Linked DNA regions of Canis lupus: region 2 is linked to region 1. Evidence: chromatin contacts called from public Hi-C data. All regions are on one chromosome and are shown on one strand. Each heading gives the region's core, a stretch centred on a gene start, on an enhancer-like site or on the middle of the called end of the contact. The rest is flanking DNA. Distances are from core to core; before and after follow the strand shown.

What was found. Hi-C and Micro-C count contacts between places; a contact is called where the count stands out from the background.
Region 2: a Hi-C map of blood shows a contact between it and region 1, with 2.4 times the contacts expected there. The contact joins the promoter of LOC482938 here to the promoter of SPCS3 in region 1. A contact is called at or near these places in 2 of 9 Hi-C or Micro-C datasets (both in blood).

The regions. Positions count from the first base shown.
Region 1 is chr16:54,307,667-54,313,149 of UU_Cfam_GSD_1.0, reverse strand. It overlaps SPCS3 (signal peptidase complex subunit 3), which reads left to right and starts at 2,447. Exons shown (of 5, transcript XM_038560497.1): 1 at 2,447-2,733; 2 at 4,783-4,856. The coding sequence starts at 2,591.
Region 2 is chr16:54,993,648-54,999,130 of UU_Cfam_GSD_1.0, reverse strand. LOC482938 (zinc finger protein 596) reads right to left here and starts at 3,287. Exons shown (of 8, transcript XM_038560521.1): 1 at 3,098-3,287. It also overlaps the pseudogene LOC119877108.

The sequences.
Region 1 (5,483 bases), core at 1,198-3,697:
GATTTGCTACCTGAGGACTCACGTGACCTAGGATAGAGTCATACCCACAGCCAAGGCTTATTGCAGTAAAAGGATTACAAAGTGAAATCCGTAAAGAGAAAACGCACATGGGAAGAAATCTGGATGAAACCAGGCAGAAACTTCAAAGACTCCTCTCCCAGTGGAGTCACAGAGGTTGTGCTGAATTCGACTCCGTGCCAAGGGTTTTCACTTGGGAAGGGTCATGTAGACCCCCTCTGGCATTCCAAACGTCCAGAAGGAAAGCAGGTGTTTGGCATAAGCCACATTGTTTCAACAAACAGTTTAGGTGCGGTGAGTCACTTTTGTCATTTAGGAAAAGTTTTATATCAGGACAGGGACTGTTTACCAGCCAATTTCCTCAGGGCTTGAGGAGACAGTGGCTATGAGCACGGTGCTGTGGTGTTGGCCTTGTGTGATGGTGGCGCTCACCTTGGGCTGCTTCATCACCACCACCTTCAAAGACCGGATGGCAGCCAAAGGCCAATGGTGCAAGCAGGTACTTCTAAGGATAGACGTCTCCGGCCTGTTTTATTAACCCTTCTACACAGTTCCCATAACTATGTCCCCCCCCCCTTTTATTTCCGTTCCAGATGCAGCTGGCTTTGCTTGCCTGTGGGTATTTAGAAGCTTTTCGATAATAAAGATTACTCAAATGAGTTTTAAAGAATGTAATAAACCTCACCAGGCATGGTCTGAATTTTTGGATCTTACATATTCTAGAACTTCAGTGGCCTGAATATATTGTAACAGGGTAATTCCCCAAAGCCAACCTTGAGGTTGTTTAGCTGGGACTAGCATGCCGGGGAGGTACGTGGGTTCTCCAGTGACCAGATGTTCACCAGGCTACGTGAGAGATACCGTTTCAACAGAGCATTTCTGAGTGAATCGGAGGAGGCCAGAAAGAAAATAAAGTTGATTAGGTTCTTCAACTGAGAAAATGCCGAAGGATCCGGATGCCCCGGGGGGCTCAGGGCAGGATCCTGGGGTGCAGGGATGGAGTCCCACATCCGGTTCCCTGTGTGGGGCCTGCTTCTCCCTCTGCTTATGTCTCTGCCTCTCTCTGTGTGTCTCATAAATAAATAAAATCTTTAATAAAAAAAATGCTGAAGGCTTTCTAGCAGCCTCTCACTTTCCTAAGAGCTTAGAGTCTAGGCGATGTGAGCAAGAAGTTGGGTATTAACTGCCTAAACTATTCAAAGAATCCCAGTAAATTCGGAGATCTTTGTCTAGGGAACATGGCAGGGCTTCTTCATCTTCTTTTTCCTTGGGAGGGTGAGGTATATAGATCTCAGAAACCAATGGTTTTGGTGTAATTTCTGATACCCCCTCAAGGGTGCTCAATAAACTAGTCTGGTGTGTCATGAGGGGCATGCACCAGTCACCAAGGGAGCTAACTTGTCATGCAGGCAAATAGTCAAGTGCACACAGGTGGACCAAAGACAGTGGACGGAATGGCCAGATTCAAAAAGCGGCTCTGAGACAAGAGGGCCTGGGGATGAAGAACCTGAATGCAAAGCTCAGATGCAGGGCCATTTTGTCTGGTTGGCTCACTAATTTAAATTTTTTATATAGGGACGCCTGGGTGGCTCAGTGGTTGGGCCCCTGCCTTTTCCTCAGGTTGTGATCCTGGATTCCCGGGATCGAGTCCCCTGTCAGGCTCCCTGCATGGAGCCTGCTTCTCCCTCTGCCTGTGTCTCTGCCTCTCTCTCTCTGTGTCTGTGTCTTTCATGAATAAATAAATAAATCTTTTAAAAATAAATAAATAAAATGCTTATATATTGTGCTGTACAGCAAGTCCACCAGTCGTTATCTCCTTTGATGCTAAGGACCCAGTGAAGTCCTTCTTCTAGTTATGGGAGATACCACTTTGCAGTTTAATATCGCATTTAAAATGCAAATATTTTAAACCGGGAGCATCCGTTTTAAAACAGGTTTAGCTGCAGTCGGAAGGCAAAGCATCACTAGGAACCGGACTAGGGCTGGACGCGGAGAGAGCAAAGGCAGCCTGCATTTGGTGGACCTGGGAGGCCCCTTCTCCCTGTCCCCCACCCTGCAAACAACTGTTGTAACTTTGGTCGCATTTGCCAAAGGGGGGTGGGAGGTGGGAAGAGTCTTGTGAAGTGCAGCTTCCAAACGTGCGAGGGAGCTGGCCCGGCCGCAGGCTGTCAGGGCAGATCGACGCCCCGCAGGTGAGGCGCGGCCGCCGGGGCGGGCGGGGGAGCCCGGGGCCGCGAGGCGGGAACCAGGGGAACCAGGGCAGGGGGCGGGGCTCCCAGGGGGCGTGGCCTCCGCGGAGAAGCCCCGCCCCCGCTCGCCGCTGATTGGCGGCGGCGGCCGGCCGCGAGGTGGGTGTGTCCGGGCGGCGGGTGCGCGCGCGCTCGCCCGCGTCGCCGGACCGGAAGGGGGCGGGGCCGCGGCGGCGCGCGCTCCCGGGACCGCGGGGCGCAGGCGGCAGGAGCGCGGGGAGCGCGGGGAGCGCAGGGGCGCGGGGAGCCGGGCCGCGGCCGAGCGGGGTCCCGGTGTGCGTGCGCGGCGGGCGGGCGGGCGGGCGGCGCGGGCCACTGGCGCCATGAACACGGTGCTGTCGCGGGCGAACTCGCTGTTCGCCTTCTCGCTGAGCGTGATGGCGGCGCTCACGTTCGGCTGCTTCATCACCACCGCCTTCAAGGACCGGAGCGTCCCGGTGCGGCTGCACGTCTCGCGGATCATGCTGTGAGCGCGGCGGGCCGGGGGGGCGGGGGCCGGGGAGCCGGGGAGCCGGGAGGCCGGGCCGCGGGGGAGCGGGGAGCGCGGGGGAGCGGGGCCGGGGCTGGGCGCGGGGCTGGGCGCGGGGCTGGGCGCGGGGCGCGGGGCGCGGGGCTGGGCGCGGGGCGGTCCTCGGCGCGGCTCCCCGCCGCCCCCGCCCGCCGAGTTCCCGGGCTTGCTCTTAAATTTTAATTCTGAGTAAGTCAGGCCGGTGCCTCCGCTTCCTTCCTGTGCCTCACTTCCCCCGCCCGCGCGCGGCCAATGAGGGAGCAACACAACAGCCGAGCCGCCGCCGCCGCCGCCGCCGCCCTTCCTCCCCCGCCGGGCCCGGGCCGCCTCCCGCCCTCCCGCCGCCCTCCCGAGCCCGCCTCCTTCCCGCCGGGGCCGCCCTCCCTCCGTCCCTCCCTCCCTCCCTCCGTCCGTCCGTCGGTCCGTCCCGGGGCCCTGCCGCCGTCCCCCCCCCGCGGTCCCCCCGCGGTCCCGTCCTTCCCGGGGGGCGCCTGCCTTCCGCGGCCCAGGTTGGGGCCCGGGGGGAGCCGGGAGCGGGAGCCTGGGGGGCCTCGCACTGCCCCCGCCGCCGCCGCCGCGCACCTGCCGAAATGCCGGAGCCGGGACCTCAGAAGGACGCGGCCCTGCGGTGGATGCCCCGGCCTTTCGCCCCCGATAGTTGCCCTCTGGCACTTTATTCTTCCATATGTGCCGCCCCCCCCCCCCCCGCCTCACATCCCCACGTCCTCACTGTCCATCCTCACGTCCCCACTGTGCATCCTCACGTCCTCACTGTCCATCCTCACCTCCCCACACCCTCACGTCCCCACTGTCCATCCTCATGTCCCCACTGTCTATCCTCACGCCCCCACTGTGCATCCTCACGTCCCCACTGTGCATCCTCACCTCCTCACACCCTCATGTCCCCACTGTCCATCCTCACATCCCCAGTGTCCATCCTCACGTCCCCACTGTGCACCCTCACCTCCCCACACCCTCACGTCCTCACTGTCCATCCTCACCTCCCCACTGTCCATCCTCACCTCCCTACTGTGCATCCTCACGTCTCCACTGTGCATCCTCATGTCCCCACTGTCCATCCTCACCTCCTCACACCCTCATGTCCCCACTGTCCATCCTCACATCCCCAGTGTCCATCCTCACGTCCCCACTGTGCACCCTCACCTCCCCACACCCTCACGTCCTCACTGTCCATCCTCACCTCCCCACTGTCCATCCTCACCTCCCTACTGTGCATCCTCACGTCTCCACTGTGCATCCTCATGTCCCCACTGTCCATCCTCACATCCCCACTGTCCATCCTCACCTCCCCACACCCTCACGTCCCCACATCCTCGCTGTCCATCTTGCACCGAGTTCCCGCTCGCGCTTCCACCTTAGTTGCCTTCACTACTTTGCCCGACGGGCCGGTCCTCTGACACTGAGGTCTCCCCCCTCCCTCCCCCCTTTATTCCCTCTTGCTGCTTGTTAGGTGGTACTGTTTTCTTTCTTTTTCTTTTTCTTTTTTTTTTTTTTAAGACTTAAATAGACTCAGGAACTGTTAGCTGTTGTTAATCTAGAGCAAGTTTCTTATCGCCCTGGGCCTGAATTTCCTTTTGTCTGACATACAAATAACACCCGGGGCACATAGGCTTGCGGTGGCAACTATTTGGATAATGATGAAAAATACATTGCTGGGCCTGACCCGACACCCACGGTGAGGACTCCATGAACAGCGGTGGTCATCATCCGCTCGGACCACCCTCCCCACAGCCAGTGTTCACCCCCCCCCCCCGCCCCCCCACGTTCTTGCTAGGGATTCTCTTTTGAGGTAGGTGCATATAGCCAAAGGCCTAATTTTATATCGGATTACAAATTTTATCCTCAACATTTTCCGGATTTCTACTTGTTTCGTCGTGGGATTCCCGTTCCACCTGTGTATCCACCTAGATCCGGTCTTGAAGGAATCCTGTGAATTGTGTGTGCTGCTATGGTTGAGGGTCCTAAAACTTTTATCTCTGTTTTTAGAAAAAATGTAGAAGACTTCACTGGACCTAGAGAAAGAAGCGATCTGGGATTCATCACGTTTGATATAACAGCTGATATCCTTTAAGGAAATATTTTATTGCTTTCTCTGTAGTCCTATAATTATAATACACATTGTTGGGTGATTTGGGGCCAAGCCAGTGAGTCCCACTATCCCCTGAATCAGCCCAACTTTAGAAGTTTCCGTACCTGCCTTTCCATTAGTCTTAATACCTCCTCCTTCACACCTTGAGAAAATTTACCTATGGATTCTCCAGTTCTTATTTTGTAAACTGACTTTTTTTTTTTTTTTTTTTTTTTTTTTAAAGATTTTATTTATTTATTCATGATAGTCACAGAGAGAGAGAGAGGCAGAGACACAGGCAGAGGGAGAAGCAGGCTCCATGCACTGGGAGCCCGACGTGGGATTCGATCCCGGGTCTCCAGGATCGCGCCCTGGGCCAAAGGCAGGCGCTAAACCGCTGCGCCACCCAGGGATCCCCTGTAAACTGACTTTAAATTTTTCACAGAAACATTAAATAGATTGAAATCTCTGAGAGAGTTCTTTCTGAATCTATATTTCAGAAAGAAAAAATAAGATCTGGTCATTTGGATTATAGAAAGAATGTTACCGGTGCTCAGCCTACCGAGATGAAGTATTTCACATAGAGTCCCAAGAAATACATCCATATTTTATGATAGCA
Region 2 (5,483 bases), core at 2,038-4,537, 690 kb before region 1:
ATCTCATTCACAACTGAATTAGACATTTCTGAGGCTGCAGAAATAAAATCTTCTGGCTTAAAAAAAAAAATTCTAGGTCTTGAAATAATTCCAATAAGGAACACAGTATCTCAAGTCATTCTGGTCATTTCTCAAAAATACCTGGCAATTCTATTAGGTTTTGTATGTCGATTCTAACTTCCATGTAAAATAAATGCTATTTCAAACCTTTGCTATGACAGATGAATTTCCATAGACTTGTCTTTCCTCTAAATTCATCAGATGGTTGGTAACTTATTTCACAAATGAGGTAGGTAATTTTGGAGGTAGATGCTTTTAACCATGAAAGTATTCCTGGACTCACATCCCATGTTTATGCCATCTTTCCCATAACAGGTGAGGAATTATTGTTAATCTCAGCTAGGTTTTTTTTTTTTTTTTTTAATCTCTAACGTTATGTTTGGGTCCTGTCATTTCCTGCCATATCATGAATTTTGTTATTACTTATAAACTAACAACTTTATCCTCCATTTGATCCATTCTCTTAGCACTTAAATGTTATGCTGTTATTTTCCAATATGAAATTTGAATTAAAAAAAAAGGAAAGAAAGCGTTACTGGGCTACTTTTATGTCTAGCTGCTGCCTTCTTGTCTCCTTTAATCCAGGGGGAAGGTGGGGTCCTTTCAGCATTTCTCCGCATCTCACTCTAGCTCATCCCACTCTAGTCTTTTTTTGGGAGCGGGGTCGCCATTAGTTCATGGGCATCATTCTTGCTGACATAAATTGAAGGACAAGTCTCCTGAACGTTCTATGTCCTGTTCTGACAGGTCTGTGCTGAGAGGGCAGACTCAGGAAGGATGTCCTATGACTGTCCGACCCTCTAGAAAAAACAGCTGTCAAAATCATGGGATAAGGCCACGCCTATTACCTCGAAAAAATGTACAAACTTGAGTAACACCTGCTTGGGTGGCTCAGTCAATTAAACATCCGAGTCTTGATTTAGGCTTAGGTCATGATCTCCAGGTTGTGAGACTGAGCTCCAAGTCAGGCTCTGCATTCCGCAGAGTCTGCTTTAGATTCTCTCCTCTCCCTCTGCCCCTCCCCTCTCCCCTCACAAGTGCATGCATGTTCCCTCAAATAAATAGATCTTTAAAAACATGTATAAACTTTAAGTATACTTATCAGAGAGGGCTTGGAAATGAAGGAACCAACTGTTGAACTTTATAAACTTTATAAACTGTTGAACTTCCTTGAGTAAAAGGAAGCAAGAGGAAACTGACAATTCAAATTTTACAGATCAAGAAGATAATTAGTAAAAGTTAAAAGAAGATTAGAAGATTAAGTAATGAAACAACAAAACATTGACAGAAATTGAGAGAAATCATTGACAGAAATCAAAACATTGACAGAAATCAATGAAGTCTCGAAAGAAGAATCAAGAAATTAAAAAGGACACACAAAAAGCTGCTTTCTCAGGCAAGCTCAGTCTTGACAAGTCACTCCTGAGTGTGGAGATGACTTTAGGGGCTCGGAATCAACCTAACACTTTCCTGTACTGCAGCCACACACACAGGGAGGAATTTGCCACGTGGGGAGGGCAGTCCTCTGCTGTTCACCGACAGTGCGGACTCGGACATCCAACACCTACGTGAAAATCAACAGGTGGGTTTTTCTGCCTGTTGTTTCAGAACGCTCTCCTATTGTAGGCGAGCCCACGCATCTGGGGGTGCAGTGAGTGTATGAAGTGGACTGACCTCTGGAAGGGACCCCACGGTCTCTGCTGGGACCTGCTGAGCACAGAGTCGGAACAGACACTTCACTCCTCCTGCCCCCGAGCTGCTCAGACTGCCTTCCATTCGGGGAGCCCTAAGCGCAGACAGCACTCTGACTCCCCCTCCAGGCTCCCTTCCCAGAGTCACAGCACCTCCTGCCTCCTCCTCTTACTGGGGGATGCTTTTGTTCCATGCTTGCTTTAAAACATCTGGATCCTTTCCAGATGTCAAGCTGCCTTGTGGCTCCCTGCGTGTGTCGAGGTGGGCAGGTGAAGCCAGTAGAGGGAACAGCACCATCTTCGCAGAGATGGCTGGGCCTACAGGGGATCCCGTGGCAGGGTTTGCCCTCCACACCCCTACCCCACAAACGACAGAGCGTGTGTCTCATACTCCTGAGCAAGAGCGCTTCTCATTCATGCTTTTTTTTTTTTTAATCACAATCTCAAATATTTTATTCTTCTTTTCCAGAACATCCTATTAAACTATCAAAAACAAAAACAAAACATGAGATTAAGAAGACCTAATTAGTAGGACTGGAGAACATGAAAGAAGGTCAGCAGTGGAACCACCTGAGTAACTTCCTCAGTGATGAACGGATGGGCTCGCTCTCCAGAGTCCCCCCGGGCACTCGAGCTCCCCCTCGGTCACTCGGGGGCGGGGAGGGGAGGGCAAAGGGAACGGAAACACACTGCACTGTCCGCTTAGGGCAGGACGTCAGCAGGGGAGGAAGATGATGATGTGGACTAGCTGCTTACACTAAATTCCCGCTGTTGATTTAAAGAGGAGTGAGTAGCAGCATCTTCACCGAGGCCGCACGGACGAGAGTGGCCCGCTGCTGCTGACAGGAGCACCGAAGGGGGTGTCCAGGACAACAGGCTGCAAAACCCCGGGGACCTCATCGTCGGGATCGGACACAGAGCGTTTTAAAAAAGGGAGTGGGGAGTTGGAAATCAAAAACAAAACTCCAAAAATAAAATAAAATAAATGAATTTGGGGTCCCCCCCCACCCCGGCCCTGCGCATCCCTTTAGTCACTTTTCTTACAGGGCTTCCAGCCCGGGTCACACACACCGTCTTGCTCGGTCCAGGCCCATCCGACCCGCTTCCCTAAACGGATCTCCCCCCGCCCCCCCGCCCAGTGTCCCGGGGTCTCCCTGGTCTCCCCCTGCCCCCCCGAAGATGCCCCTGCCCAGGAAGTGCACACTTTTCGGGGGCTCGTCAGGAACGCGAGCGCAGGCGGGCAGGCACAGCCGGCGGGGCGGGGGGCGGGGGTGTCACCGGGGCTCCCCGAGGAGGGGCGCGGAGGGAGGGGTCCCGGGGCGCGGCCGGCCTGGGAACCAGCTTACCGGAAGCAGACGCGGACCCAGGGCTGGGCGGGGCTCCCCGCGGGCGGGGCGGGCGGAGCTGGGGGGGCTGGAAGGCTCGCGAGGCCCCGCGCTCCGGGCGTGGAGGACGCAACGCTGGGGGCATCCACGTGCGAGCTGCAGCCACAAGCGCTGAGCCTCCAGCGAGGACGCCCTTCCGTCCGGGAAATCTGCTTCCGGGTCGGCCGGAAACGGCGAGCTCGGGTGGGGCGGGGCCTGGGCGGAGAGGGGTGTGCTGCGCGTGCGCGTGCCTTCGCCACGCCCCCCCGGGGCGCTTCCGGTCTGCGCCTACCTACTTCCGCACGCAGAGCCCGGCGCGGCGCTTTAGCGTCCAGGTGGGTGTGCGGGGTGACCTGCGGGTGCGGGGGGCGCGGGGACCTCGGTGCGGAGATGGGGGCGTCGGGATGCCTGCATCCCCCACGTGAAATGCTGGTGCCCTTTTCTGTGGGGCGAGTGTGGACTCCGAACTGGCCTGGGCGGCCCCGGCTGGGGCGGTGAGGACGGACCGCCGAGGCACAACATCTGCGGAAGATGGAGACGTTCACGTGCCTTTGAGAAGGACGTGCCTGACATCGCCAGGTGCCCGAGTTACTAAATTTCACGTTTTTCGCTATCTTTATTCGGGAGCCACCTGAACGAGCGTTTTTAGTTTTGAAAAAAGTCAGATTTTTTTGAATATTTTATTTATTCATTCATGACAGGCACAGACAGAGAGAGAGAGAGAGGCAGGCTCCATGCAAGGAGCCCGACTTGGGACTCGATCCCGGGTCCCCAGGATCACGCCCCCTGGGCCCAAGGTGGTGCTAAACCGCTGAGCCACCCGGGCTGCCCGAAAAAGTCAGATTTTTATTTAATCTTCTGTTTTTGTTTTCTGTTTCCGAATGTTTTGTGTCAAGTGTGGGAGAAGTCTTGGGTTTTCATTCCTTCCGTGTGTGTTCTCTGACAAGAACACTAAAAAGCACTGGATTTTCAAATTTCAGTCGCATCTCGTATACCCTTAATAAATATTAACGGGGAATGTGTGAGTGGAAAAAAAAAATCTCCTTTTCTCTCTCCTTTGTAGATTCTCAAGTTCCTGCTGGAGGAGACTCGGCAAGACTAAATCACAACTATTCATGCAGCAGAATTTTCTCAAAGATGAATCCAAAAGAAGTCGTCTTCTGGTTTTCCAATAACCTAACACAGATTTCTCCGACTTTCACATTTGCTTGTAAATATTGAATGTCGGGACCCATGGAGGTAAATTCTGGAAAGGGAATGTTCTCGTAGGCAGAGAGCACTAAACGCTGTGCGGTTCTTGTGGAGGGAGTGGGGGGGGAGCCTTTCCCACAGGGCCTCTGGGTCTCTCAGCGCAGAGATCACTTAACCTGGGTGATCTCACCTCGCTTGTCTCCGATCTGTGGGGAGCTGGACACACATTAAGGAGGGCTGTATATGATTTGGGGTCAAGGAATCCAGGTACCTGAACCTCTCGCCTCTCTCTTTAGGTAGAAGTCAAGTGATACAGTCCTGCCAGTGTAAACCATCCAGCCTCCAACCCACCTTCTCCATCAAATCTTAAGCGTTTGCACATAGCATGCTTAGGGGGCTGAAAGTCGACTGATGTGATAATGGAGTGCATGGAGGATGTGTATTGTTTGGAAGTTCTCTACGAAAAAACGAGCTCGTAAGATAAGATGGCGTCTTAGTAGACTAAGGTCTGCCCACATCTCTAAACCATGTTTGCCTGGCTGAGAATTAGGTCCAATGAAAGCTGAAGAGTGAAAAGAAAGTGTGTATTGGAGTATAATTTTTTTTAATATTTATTTATTCATGGAAGACAGAGAGAGAGAGGCAGACACAGGTAGAGGGAGATGCAGGCTCCATGCAGGGAGCTGGATGTGGGACTCGATCCTGGGTCTCCAGGATCACGCCCTGGGCCGAAGGCAGGAACTAAACTGCTGAGCCACCCAGGGATCCCTAATTATTTCTATCTATGTTTTTGTTATTATTACAATGAAAAGGTATTTTCCAGTCATTCCATAGGAAAATGCCTTAACTGAAGAACGAGTTGCTTTTTCAGGAACTGATGCAGCCAAAAATAATCATTGACTATAGGATGGCATTTGGAATAGGGTCACTCTGATGGCCTGATGGGTAGACGGCCCCTCTAGAGTGGAATGCATGTGTGTAAGAGAACCTGTGTCTCCATCATCCCTGGGATGATGCCCTCCCACCTTGGGGGGCGGGGGGGTCTCTGGTTCCTGTACATGTGACTATTGAGGGCCCTGAATATCCTGACATCTGAAGGAGCCTCCAGTTGAGAGCAGATTTGTGCTGTGAGCCAAACCTGGGAGCTATTGGGGAATGAAGCAGTTTCTCTCTTGGG